Regions from separate parts of the Sus scrofa genome. Here region 1 is linked to region 2. A link is a contact called in public HiChIP or PLAC-seq data. All regions are on one chromosome and are shown on one strand. Each heading gives the region's core, a stretch centred on a gene start, on an enhancer-like site or on the middle of the called end of the contact. The rest is flanking DNA. Distances are from core to core; before and after follow the strand shown. Region 1 overlaps SLC1A2 (excitatory amino acid transporter 2). Region 2 has its middle 20 kb from the start of EHF.

The links. HiChIP or PLAC-seq counts read pairs in DNA pulled down with a chosen protein or histone mark.
Region 1: a contact with region 2 is called in an H3K27ac HiChIP or PLAC-seq map of alveolar macrophages, with 3 times the contacts expected there. The contact joins two enhancer-like sites. A contact is called at or near these places in 7 of 47 Hi-C or Micro-C datasets (embryonic fibroblasts, epiblast stem cells, mesenteric adipose tissue and 3 more) and 1 of 2 datasets of contacts at active chromatin or transcription factors (alveolar macrophages).

What each region holds. Positions count from the first base shown.
Region 1 is chr2:25,647,051-25,653,486 of Sscrofa11.1, forward strand. The region is part of intron 1 of SLC1A2 (excitatory amino acid transporter 2); the gene reads left to right. Among named protein-coding and RNA genes, the nearest start is that of SLC1A2, 46 kb to the left of the region's middle. Within about 2 kb of position 2,136, at least 2 of the 83 cell types and tissues checked have an H3K27ac peak or open chromatin away from gene starts, as enhancers often do. A contact at or near this core is called in alveolar macrophages, where this site is marked.
Region 2 is chr2:26,357,500-26,363,561 of Sscrofa11.1, forward strand. No RefSeq gene overlaps it. Among named protein-coding and RNA genes, the nearest start is that of EHF, 20 kb to the left of the region's middle. Within about 2 kb of position 2,787, at least 5 of the 83 cell types and tissues checked have an H3K27ac peak or open chromatin away from gene starts, as enhancers often do. A contact at or near this core is called in alveolar macrophages, where this site is marked.

The sequences.
Region 1 (6,436 bases), core at 886-3,385, 710 kb before region 2:
TGACCACAACTCTGATCTCTTTTCCTATGAGTTTGTTTGCTTTTCAAAGCGAAATTGGCCTAACAACACTGTTAGTTCCTGCTGTACGACATAATGATTCAGTATGTCTGTACCTGTAAAACTGAAGTGATCTGTCCTTCTGAAGAAGATCCAGGTTTCTCCATCTAATCGTTGTCAGCTTCTTTTCGCTGCTGTTCTTCACAATTTCAAACAGATTTCATGTCACATTCAAGATGAGTCCTTTTTCACAGGCGTGGGAGGGAGCAACACAGTTTGAGTACCATGACAAAGATTAAGCACCTGAGTTTATAAACTGAGAATGCCAGTGGTTTTGATCCTTTTGTCATTTGTATTTTTGGGGTGTTTTTTTCAACACTAAATTCTATAAAATTTTTAGATAATTTTAGACTTAAAGAAGAACCGTGAAAATAATACGGAGAGTTCCCGTATGCCCCTCACTCAGCTTCCTGTCAGGGTAGCATTTTACATAACCACAGAACATTGATTAAGACTAAAATTAACCTTGCCCCAATACTATCAGAACTCATTCAGATTTCGCCAGGTTTTTTTTTTTTTTTTTTTTTTGTCTTTTTAGGGCTGCACCCGTGGCACATGAAGGTTCCCAGATTAGGGAATGTATCAGAGCTGTAGCCACCGGCCTACAGCACAGCCAAGCAATGCGGGATCCAAGCCACACCTGCAACCTACACCACAGCTCACAGCAACGCCAGATCCTTAACCCACTGAGCGAGGCCAGGGATCGAACCTGCATTCTCATGGATGCTAGTCAGATTCGTTTCCACTGCGCCATGACGGGAACTCCAGATTTACCCCGGTTTTCCACACAGGTCCTCTCTCAGTGCTGGGATCCAATCCAGGATCCCCCAGTGCATTTAGCTGTCTCTTTTCTTCCCATCTGGGACAGTTTCTCAGTCTTTCCTTGTCCTTTTTGACCTTGACACTTTTGAAGGGGACTGATGAGCTATTTGGTAGAATGCCTCTCAAGTTGGGATTATCTAATAATTGCTCCATTTCTGGCTTTTTAGTTGACTGCTCTATATATCCTTGATGACTCAGGCAGAGAAGCCATTTATAAATGAAAGTTTCAAGGCATCATAAATCTGTCCCTCTGAGATGAGCCTGGTTGTGTATTAGAGATCCTACAGGTTAAGAGTATAGACTCCGGACTCAGAGAGCCTGAGTTTTGTCCCAGGGTTCTGTTTCTGCCCCTGTGATGTACCTGCTCTGTGACCTTGTGACTATTATTTGACCTCTCTGTGCTTTCATGGCTTCATCTACAAAATGGGCATAATATAGAAACGGTCTCTTCAGGTTGTGGTGGAGATTGAGTTAAATCATGAGCTGCCTCCAACAGTACCTTGCATGTAGTCATCACTCAGCACGTCTCAGCTGCTACCATGGCTGCAGCCTCTGTGGCCCCTTCCTATGAAGCTCAGGGCCAGTCCTCTCTCGGTGTCACTTCTCAGGTCTGCAAATTCAGGTGTGGTTCTGGCCAGAGTGATGACCTTGCAGCAAACCCTTAGGGTTTAGGGACCGGGTCCTCAGGTCCCATCTAGAAAGCTCATTTCAACTGAATGACTGAACCCAGATTGCCAGGATCATGTAGAGGTTCAGTCTCCAGGGCCTCCTGGCTGTGCTCTGCTCTTCGGATGCACGTGTCGCATCTCCCACCCTTAACCCGTGCCAGCAGCCCTGGGCTCTGCTCTGCACTCTCTCCAGGCTCCCTTTCTGTGCTCTGCGCTTCTGTTCCTCTGTTCTGTATTCTTCTGGGCCTCTCACCGTGGTCCCTTCTCTTCACCTTCATCCTCAGAATTGATATGAAGTGGGATGATGAGGATATGAGGCAGGATGATTACATACCTGCTTCTCTAGAAAGACCGGCCGGCCGGGTTTAATTCCCAGCCCCATCCCTTTCACATTACTTAGATCCCTGTGCTGTGGTTTCTTTGTCTCTGAAAGGAGCTAATAATGATAGTAACAGTGATTACAGGGAGAGTGACTGAGGCTTTATTCTCTGAGCTGCATTGTGTTAAATGTTACCTCTATTGTTGAATTCAGTCCTCATTGCAACTGTATGATGTAACTACTAACAAGCTTTGGATTTACCGGAAGAGAAACTGAGAGATGGTTTAAGTAACTTGCCCAAGATCACAGAGCTCAGAGATGGAGGAGTAGGATTCAAACCCTGCCCCTGGCTTTGGAACTCACATTCTCATTCACTGTGCTCTTTGCTGCCTGGGGTCTTGGTGGGTTTCTGTAACACTTTAGTAAAGTTCAGTAAACTTGAACAGTAACTAATCCCATGATCTGACTTCTGCTTCCTCAGGCTCATGGTTTATGCGATTCAGTGTTGCAGCTTCTAGGATGTCTGGGTCCTGGACCCGGCACTCTGCACCACGCGCAGGGAACACCCTGTCCAATTCCCAGACCAATGTACCTCCAACTCACTCTGTGCTAGCCACACAGCCCCCCACCCAGCAGATAGGCTCCCTCACAATCCTTCACCTTGATACAGCCCAGCCTGCAGTCCTCTGTTTCTGATCTACTCAGTTTCTAGTATGTTCACTCCTTTTCCATTTAGTTTCACCTTGCACCTCTGACCTTTGGTTCTGCTTCTCTGGCCCTGTTTCTGCCTTTTCCCCCTCACCCACAGCTGGCCTCATACCTACCCTGGACCAGCTTCTTCCTGTCCTCGGCTCAGCCTCTGTTGTGTGGCACAGTCCGAGGTGAATCCTTGTGACTGTTGTTCCCGTTGGGTTTGCTCCACTCATGAAGGGACTTTACCCTGTTATGGAAATAGCAGCACTTGGCCTTGGGCCTTGAGGTCTGAAAGAAGGTATTCAAGGAGAAGGTGCAGAAGAAGAGCTATAGGAGAGACGGAACAGGAGCCAGCCAGCGTTTTGTTCCCTGGGCCCAGGAAGCCCTTTTCCCATTCTGTGACTGGAGGGCCCCTGTGTTCCCGCAGGCTCCATTCCTGTCACTGTGTCTGAGACAGGGCCCAGCTCAGGCCCTACTTTGGCAGATCCTAGTGCTTCTGAAAGTCTGTCCACCCAGGGTATACACAGGCCCAAATCTGTGACCACACAGTTATCAGGGAGATGTAGTGGGTGAAGTCCAGGTGCTCCAGCCAGACTGCCTGCGTTTGCATCCCTAACCACCAAGCGCCAAAGCTACCGAGCTCAGGCAGGAGACTGAAATCCTTATACCTCAGTTTCTTCATCTGTAAAATGTATCTACTAAGGAGGGTACTCACCTTACAAAGTAATTTTTTTTTGCTTTTTAGGGCCATCCCCAAGGCATATGGATGTTTCCAGGCTAGGGGGTCCCATTGGAGCTACAGCTGCGAGCCTACACCCCAGCCACAGCCAACGCGGGATCCGCACTTTATCTTCAACCTACACCATAGGTCACTGCAGTGCCAGATCCTTAACCCACTGAGTGAAGCCTGGGATCGAACCCGCAACCTCATGGTTCCTAGTCGGATTCATCTGCTGCACCACGATGGGAACTCCACAAAGTAATTTTAAGGAAGCTCAAAGTGTTGATTATAATTATTTTTATTAGTGGGCATTTTTCGAGGCTACCGATAGCATCATACTCATATTTGCAGCTGGTTCCGGCCTAGGTCCTTCCTGGTTATTGACAATAAATTTGCACTAAGTACCTGAGGACTTGAGAATAAATATCTCAAATAAATTGTATGGGGTGTGTACTTGGGAGCTATGAAGAAAAGTGAAAAAGTTAGTAATCTAGCTCAGAGGGTTTGAATGTGAGCTCCATGCCTGGGCTCCAGAACCACAGAAGCAGAGGAGATGGGACCAGCACACACGATGAAACTGCAGGAGAACAGTAACTGAATGAGGCCATCAGTTGGGTGATGTGAGCTATTAATGAAGGCTCTATATGAAGTGATGAAATTTGGAAGTTCTCATTGTGGCTTAGCAGGTTAAGAACCAAACTAGTATCCATGAGGATGTGGGTTTGATCCCTGGCCTCACTCAGTGGGTTAAGGATCTGGCACTGCCATGAGCTATGGTGTAGGTTGAAGACAAGGCTCGGATCCCGCATTGGCTGTGGCTGTGGTGTAGGCCAGCAGCTGTAGCTTCAATTCGACCCTTAGTCTGGGAACTTTCATATGCCTTGAGGGCAGCCCTAAAAAGAAAAAAGAAAAAAAATGATTGAAGTGATGAGATTCTAGGTCCAGCTGAACATGAGGGAAAGAAGCACCCAATTCTATGAGAAAAGACAGCAGGGAGCAAGGCTCAGCTGCCTGGAGGGATGATGGGGTGGGGGTGGGGCGGGCAGCCTCATCATGACTTTTCACCAGACACACTTCCTTCTCTCCCCCTTCCATTCCTTCTCTGCCTTCTCTCCAAGTCGCTTCTTTGCTCGCCCCTCTACCTGGCTATACTCTGCCCATCTTGGGAAGCTGCAGACAGTAGTTAAGACGCCAAGGGCTGAAGGAGAAGCCAGGCCGGACCCCAGGGCTCCTTCCTAAACTTCCCATGACATTGAGTGGCTTCATAGCTCTCGGGCTACTCTTATTTTGTTCTATTTTTGTTTTTTTTCAACCTAGCAAATTTTTAGACCAGCAGCCTAGTCAAATGAGTTTCAAGATCCGGTAGGGTAACGCCTCTTAGACCTCAGAGTGTTTAAGAATCACCTGGGGATGCTGTTAGAAATTCAGTTTCTCAGTCTGCGGGGCTGGGCGGAGCCTGAGACTCTGCGGGTTTCTATCTCCCAGGTGATAATTGCCGGAATACCCATTAAGAGAAGGAGCACATTCATTCAGCCAGTGGTACTTCTGACTGTTCACTAAAGCATTCAAGCTACAAAAGCGATGCCTCCACCATCCCTGAAGAGGTGGCCTCCTCCTCAAGACATGCAGTGAGGTCACCGTCTTCCTTAGCAGAAGTTTCCCAGGCATGTCCCCTCATCTGGTGGTGCCGAGGAAAATGAGGCTCTAGGTTCAAAATCAGCTTCGCAGGGAGCAGTCAGCTTTACTTTGATCCACAGATGGGGACTCTAACTCAGCCACTGAAGTCATATGCAAGCGCTGACAAGGGCTTGAGAAAAATCCACTGTAACTGAGGGATGAGGTTCCGAGGGCTCACCTGGACCACAGTAGATACTCGTCCAGGTCAACAGGAAGGGAGTGAATGTGGATTATGGCCAAGTGGGTGCCCTGTCCAGGTGGTGAGGGGAGGCCATAGACAGGAGGTGAATGGAATGATAGGAGACAAGGGATCGGGACCCATACCGGGAGTGTCCATGGTGGGCTGGAGGAGGAGACTTGCTCAGGATGGATGAGGAAGGAAGTGCTCACTCAGGGAGCACTAGACTTACAGGTGCAGGACCAGAGTCAATATGGGAGAGTCACTTCATTTCATTGTCTGGGCAAGAGAAGAGCTTAACACTCCCAACCGGCTGATGGGAGAGGGGGGTGCCTTCCTTTCTGGCTCTCTGTGCCCCCACAGACCGTCGGGGAGGGCAGTTTGCCATCTTCCATCCACTCTGCCCATCTTTTCGTCCCCTTCTGTTCTTGGTCTGGGAGGTTATAAAAGCTCTAATTGGCCACTAAGGATGCTGGGAAAGGAGGCTCAACCCCTACATTTCTCCCCCCAGCCATGTGCTTGAGTGAGACAGCTGTTCAGATGGAATGAAAGGCCATCCATCTCTCCCCGCACGGCCCCCGTTCCCCCTGCTCAGCCCTTCTCTTCACTCTCTGCTCCATGCGGAAGAGTCCCTCTGCCTCCCGTGGAACCGCAGGGATGCCTTACAACACCTGCTCCATTCTTTGGTCTCCTCTGCCAACCCACAAATCCTGTCTATTGGTCGCTTGGGTGTTGAGACTCCAGGCTGCTTCTCTTGCGGCTGGTGGGGCATCGTTCCCCCTACGCCAGCATCATCCTTGCTCAAGTGAAAGCTGAAGTCATTCAGTTGTGTCAGGAGAGTCTTGGTGTCAGAGGTTGAGCCCTGTGTGGCCTGCAGGTGGACCACCTCCAGTGAAGAGTGGGAAGGGGCTGTGGAACGGTCGCCCCTCTCGCATCCCTTCTCCTAGCAATCTCCGCAGCCAGAGGTGCTCCTTGCTGTCTTCCTATATGGACTGTTTCTTACGTTTCTACCTCAGGATACTTATCATAGTCATATCATAATGATACTTACCATCACTTATGTATTTGAGTTACTTCCATCCCATCCTACCCCAGCCCCCTGTCTCACCACATATACATACCACTCCAACAACTATGTGATGAGTTCTCAGATGGTGAGGTCTAGTCCTTTCTGGCCTGTAATGGACAGCATAGAAGGCAGTCCACGAAAATTCAGAATAAATGTATCACATCCTGATGTGGAAATGCCAAGCTCTTTTCAGGGCTCCGTCTCTGGCCGTGTCGTACTCTGAAGGGTTCAA
Region 2 (6,062 bases), core at 1,537-4,036:
GGAAAGACTTTGGGCTACAAAGTCCCTCTTTGTGGGTTACAGGAAGGACTGGAGGAAGAAAAGCAGATGGCAGCAAGGGAGAAGAGCCAGGTCGATCAATCCTCGGAACCCAGAGTAGAAAAAAAGGTGAACTTGGTGGATTGCCCTGACTTTCAGATGTGACCCATCATTACCACGGTAGAGCAGGACCTCTTTAAGGATTTTCCCACTTGCACTTTCAGCTCGCCAAATGCCATTGTCTCTTCCGGGGCCATTTTTCCACCAATTTTCAGAAAGAAAATCCAAAGGTTTATACAACTTGTTGTCTTTTTCATTCAAATAAAAGAGTCTCTATTGGAGTTCCCTGGTAGCTCAGCAAGTTAAGGATCCAGTGTTGTCACTGCAGTGGCTCAGTCCTCACTGTGGCATGGGTTTAATCCCTGGCCTGGGAACTTCCGCATGCTGCAGGTATGGCCAACGAAAAGTGGCTTTACTGAGGGAAGTCTTGGATTGAAAGAAATATATATTCGTACAACTTAAACTCCCTGCTAAAAAACACAGAAGAAGGTCAATTTTAAAATGAGCACCATTTAAAAAAAAATGAGCATCATTAAACACATGGAAAGGGGCTCACCCTCACTGATCATCAGAGAAGCACAAACTGACGTGAGAGCCCACCCCATGCCCTTCAAATTGACAAGGCTAAAAAGTCTGATGATGATACATGTTGGCCAGAACAAGGAATGAGTTCTAACCCACTGCTAGTTCGGGACTGGGATTGTTATAAACACTTCAGAGAGCAATTTGTTAATTTAGTCAAAAGGAAGATACATATGGAAATCTAGGTCCAGACGCAAGTGCCAGGAAACTTCAGCACACGCTCACAAGGTGACAGTACAAACAGTGTTCATCACGTCACTGTAAAATGAGCAATTAGAAACCCTGGATGTGCTTCAGTAGGAGAACGGATGAATCAATTGCAACAGCATCCACACTCCTTGTGGCTTTCATTCTCTCATTCATTTTGCATTCCGCAAATGTCCAAGAGTTTTGAATTAATATGTGTAAGAATCACCTGGAAAGCTTGTTTAAAAGCAGAATTCCTGGCCCCACCCTCAGAGTCGGAGTCTTAGGTCTGGGGAGGGGTTCAAGGCAAGGGGGCTTTTTTGTACTGCGTCTCTTACCAGTGCGTGTGGTCATTGAGTCAGCTTGCATCTTGGTATTTCATCATTCATCCTGAGGTTAGACTGCAAGCTGGATTTCAAAACTAGGTGGGCTACACATGGACCCCAGTTGCTCATCGCTAACTAGGTTAAAAAGTCCTGGGTGGCCTGGATTGGCAGGATCAAAAGGAAAGGTTCAGGGGGGCATTTCTCCTCTACAGAACTCAGTTTTCTCATATAAAACAAGAAAGCCAAACCAGGAGTTCCCTGGTGGCTCAGTGGGGTAAGGATCTGGCATTGTCACTGCTGTGGCTTGGGACCACTGTGATGCAGTTTGATCCCTGGTCCAGGAATTTCAGCATGCTGCAGGTGCAGCCAAGAAGGAAAGAAAAAAAGAAAAGAAAAGAGGGAGAGAGGAAGGAAGGGAAAGAAAGAAACCCTGAAATGTAATAGCTAATAAAAAATAGTAAAGATGAAAGCCATACAAAATGGGATAAAGTATAGAATAAATTTCCTATTTGTCTCAGCATATTTTCCATTCCACTTCTCCAGAGGGAATCACTTAATCTGTTTCTTAAGATCCATGATATAATAATCTGTGTGAATGTAATTGTGTGCAAATATATGTATTTTATTCTGTTAAAAAAATAACAATAAAATTTTTAAAAAATAAATAAAAAGTAAAGAAAAGAAAGAAAGAAAAAGAAAGAAACCCAAACCAGAGGGAAACCATATTTTCCCTTCCATCCATCACCTCCATGATTCTGTCCCTGGAGGAGTGTGTTGCCCCAGTAAATAAGCCTAATTTTCCAAAGGAGCCCACAGCACTACCTCTACATTCAATAGCATTCCTTTCACCAGAACTCTCTGTTATCAGGTACTTCTGGCTCCTTAAATTCTATGTGGTCCCCGTATGCTCCCAAAGCATCTTCATCAAAGAAGCATTATGTTATTTTTAGAGACCATTTCCCAAGTGAATACAGATAATGGGATTCTAGTGGCTTAAAAGTCAATACATACATTTTAGATATCAAAACTATAAAACCCAGAATATCTGATTAATTATTTGACAGTTGTTTAACTGGACAGGGTTCAGGCAAAGGTTGGCCAAATTTCCTACACATACTTCCCTGCCTCTGTGGACAAGGAAAAATAATCTTGACAAAAGGTTCAAACAAAAACTTGATTCCATGCCATCTCTTTTCTCACGAAACTTGGTTGTTGTGGAGGCATTGATATGACCTAAATATCTTAGGCTTTGGGTCTTGTTTTAACTTTTAAATTGAATCATTAGGGGCTGCTGAGGTAGAGGACAGAGTAGGGTAGCTTTCTGCTCCCAGACAAATTCAGTTAACAAAAATCTGTGTATAGCCCTGTGTCCAGGCAGAAGATCAGAAGGTGTGCTTGCTCTGGCCTGACTGTCCTCAGATTCATTCCCTACTCTTGGCCCCCGCAGCTCTCCTCCACCCCGCTTTTCTGCTCTCTTCCATGGGGTCTGATGTCTGAGCTTGCAAGAGTTTCTGAGGCTCCCGAGTCAGCCAGTTTCAGCCTGTGCCAGCCAGGAGAGGTGTCCACAGGAGACCAGAGGGAGGAAGTGAGAAGCCAGGGTATTTCCTTCCTCATCTCTCTCTGCTCAGGACATGCCTCCAGCAACAACCTCATTTCCTCCATGGCTCCAGCCCCCTGGAGACAGCCCATCAGGGACGCTGGTAACAAGCCTCTCCCTTCCCCTCTTCAGCCTCCAGGCACCAGTGAACTGCTGCCATGGCTAACCTTTGAGTTAACTTATCACGCTCTATTTGGCTTCACAGATCTTCCAACACAGGGATGACCCACCCCCTACATTAAATTCCTTCTACTGAAAACACTTGAGTTTCTGGTTTCCTGGTTGATTCCAACTGCTGCAGGAGGTAACTAGCCCAATCAATATTATAATGCTTTGTCTTCCGTGCCCATCAAGGAGTTTGTCCCCCACCCCACCCCTTTCCTTGGCTTTTTAGGGCCACACCTGTGGCATATGGAAGTTCCCAGGCTAGGGGTCAAATTGGAGGTACAGCTGCTGGCCTACACCACAGCCACAGCAACTCGGGATCCAAGCCTCGTCTGTGACCTACACCACAGGTCACAGAAATGCCGGATCCTTGACCCACTGAACAAGGCCTTGAACCTGCATCCTCATGGATATTATAGTCAGCTTCGTTACCCCTGAGCCACAAAAAGAACGCCAAGGAGTTTGTCCTTTTTATTTTATTTATTTATTTTTTTTTGTCTTTTTGCTATTTCTTGGGCCGCTCCTGCGGCATATGGAGGTTCCCAGGCTAGGGGTTGAATCGGAGCTGTAGCCACTGGCCTACGCCAGGGCCACAGCAACGCAAGATCCGAGCTGCGTCTGCAACCTACTCCACAGCTCACGGCAACGCCGGATCGTTAACCCACTGAGCAAGGGCAGGGACCGAACCCGCAACCTCATGGTTCCTAGTCGGATTCGTTAACCACTGCGCCACGACGGGAACTCCGAGTTTGTCCTTTTTAAAGCCTATTCATCTCACTTAAGCCCAGGGAATCCCTGAGAGCAGACAAAGCAGGGATGACCCCTTTCATTTGACAGAAGAGGGATGAGACACAAAGATGCTAAGGTGATAGGTCAGAGGTGCACAGCTGGCGAACTACAGAGCTGCAGCCAGAATCCACGTATCTCCTGGACTGGTGTGGATCTCCCTATGGCCCTTCTCCCTCTCCCAGCCCCTACCTCCAGAAGACACACTTTAGGAGTTAAAATAAGGATTCATTTGGATCTCATTTGCACTTGATGAAAAGGTGCAGAGCTATGCAAATATACGCCCCAAGGAGGTCGAGGGAGTATTTATTTCTATTCTGATCTTTATAAGAACATTTTGCATTTAAGTCAACCAGCCTTTGCTGGCCGTTTGGAAATCCTAGCACAGTGTTTCTCAAAGTCAGAGTTACATAGGGGAGAAAGGTGTTTCTGATAAAAACTCAGATTCTGCTCTCCCTCCCACTGAAATAAAAAATCTGGGGAAGGGTACTGGGAAAGTATATTTTTTTATAGCATTCCAGGTGACACTGAAAAAAAACAAATTTTGAAGGCTGCTGTAACATGAGATTTAAAAAAAAGGGAGTTCCCATCGTGGCTCAGTGGTAACAAACCCCACTAGTAACCATGAGGACGTGGGCTGAATCCCTGGCCTCATTCAGTGGGTTAAGGATGCAGCATTGCCATGAGCTGTGGTTTAGGTCACAGACATGGCTCAGATCTGGCATTGCTGGGGCTGTGGTGTAGGCCAGCAGGTGTAGCTCCGACTCGACCCCTTGTTCGACCCCTAGCCTAGGAACTTCCATTTGCCGTGAGAGCAGCCCTTAAAAAAAAAAAAAAAAAAGTCATTGTCCACAGAGAAGAAGGGATCAGCAAGACAATGGTTTGTGGCCAAATAAAGACCCAGCCCCTCAGGCTTCCATCAACAATAAGAGGTACTGGGGTTCCCATCGTGGCTCAGTGGTTAACAAAACCGACTGGGGGCCATGAGGTTGCGGGTTTGATCCCTGGCCTTGCTCAGTGGGTTAAGGATCCTGCATTGCCATGAGCTGTGGTGTAGGTCGCAGACGAGGCTCGGATCCTGTGTTGCTGTGGCTGTGGTGTAGGCCGGCGGCTACAGCTCTGATTCGACCCCTAGCCTGGCAACCTCCATATGACGCACCAAAAAATGGCAAAAAGACAAAAAAAAAAACCCCACAAAACAAAAACAAAACAAAAAAACAGTAAGATACCACTCTGACACCCTACTGTGTTTCAGGTTTGGTCTCAGACCCTGCCTGAGCATGGCTCTAGTTATTCCTCACAGCAATGCCATGAAGCAGCTGTCAGAGTTCCCATTTTACACATGAGAAATCTGAGACTCAGATTAAATAGCTGCTGCTGGCTCACCCACCTATGACCCAAATTCCAATCAAGCTCTGCGTGAAGCCAAAGTTGGGCTTCTTGTCTGTCCACGCCACCCTCCCCAGAATGGAGCCAGCTTCATCTCCAAACTATCATAGGGACAATTCTATGCCAAGCTGGCTCTGTGTGGGGCAGCCTCATTCTGTTCTCCATGGGGTCTGGGCTGCTTACTACTCATTCCTGAACAAGAAGGCAGTGCAGCTGCAAAGAGGGCAGGTGCATGGCATCCGACCCTCCTTTATAAACCAGGTGACCGGCAGAGATCCTGGCAGATGAGACACCCAGTGGTCTCTTGATTGTCCTTCTCACGTTTTCCCAGGGGCCCTTGCAGGCTCTTCAACCCCTGCACTTGGCTCAGCAGCTTCTGGTTTTGCCCCAAACCAGTAGGAACAAATCAGAAAGCCTGAAAGCAGATGTCAGCATTAATCTACACACAGAGGCCCCAGGGGAAGCAGCCCAACTGTTGTTCTTATCACAAATGTTTAAAAAATTAATAACATGAAGGGGCAAGTGTGCAAGCACAGGGCGCTTGACATCTGGATGATCTTGCATCATCTAAGCTGCCTTTTCTTTTTTCCTAACACATTGCTTTACGTGTCTGGTCACCATTCTGTTGACACTGCTATTTGGATCAGCCAGGCTAATGAAACTGCCAGATAGAGACTGAGGGAGGCTGGGTGGGGCTGGGGGATTCTCAGATCAGGACGATCATTCTGAGGGTGCAGAGAGGGCTGCTGACCTATAAGGAAATGTCTGATGCTCCCCCAAGGCTGCGGTGTTCTCTCTTTATCCTTCCCAACAGTTGTTGGACTGCATCCTGCCTTGCTTAATTTTTTTTTTTTTGGCCTTGCTTAATTTTATATGCACATCTCAGTAGACATTTGTCACATATATGAGGTTTCCCCAGTGAGCTTTAGAAACCAAAAACCTGAGTTCAAATCCAAGGCCAATCACTTACTAGC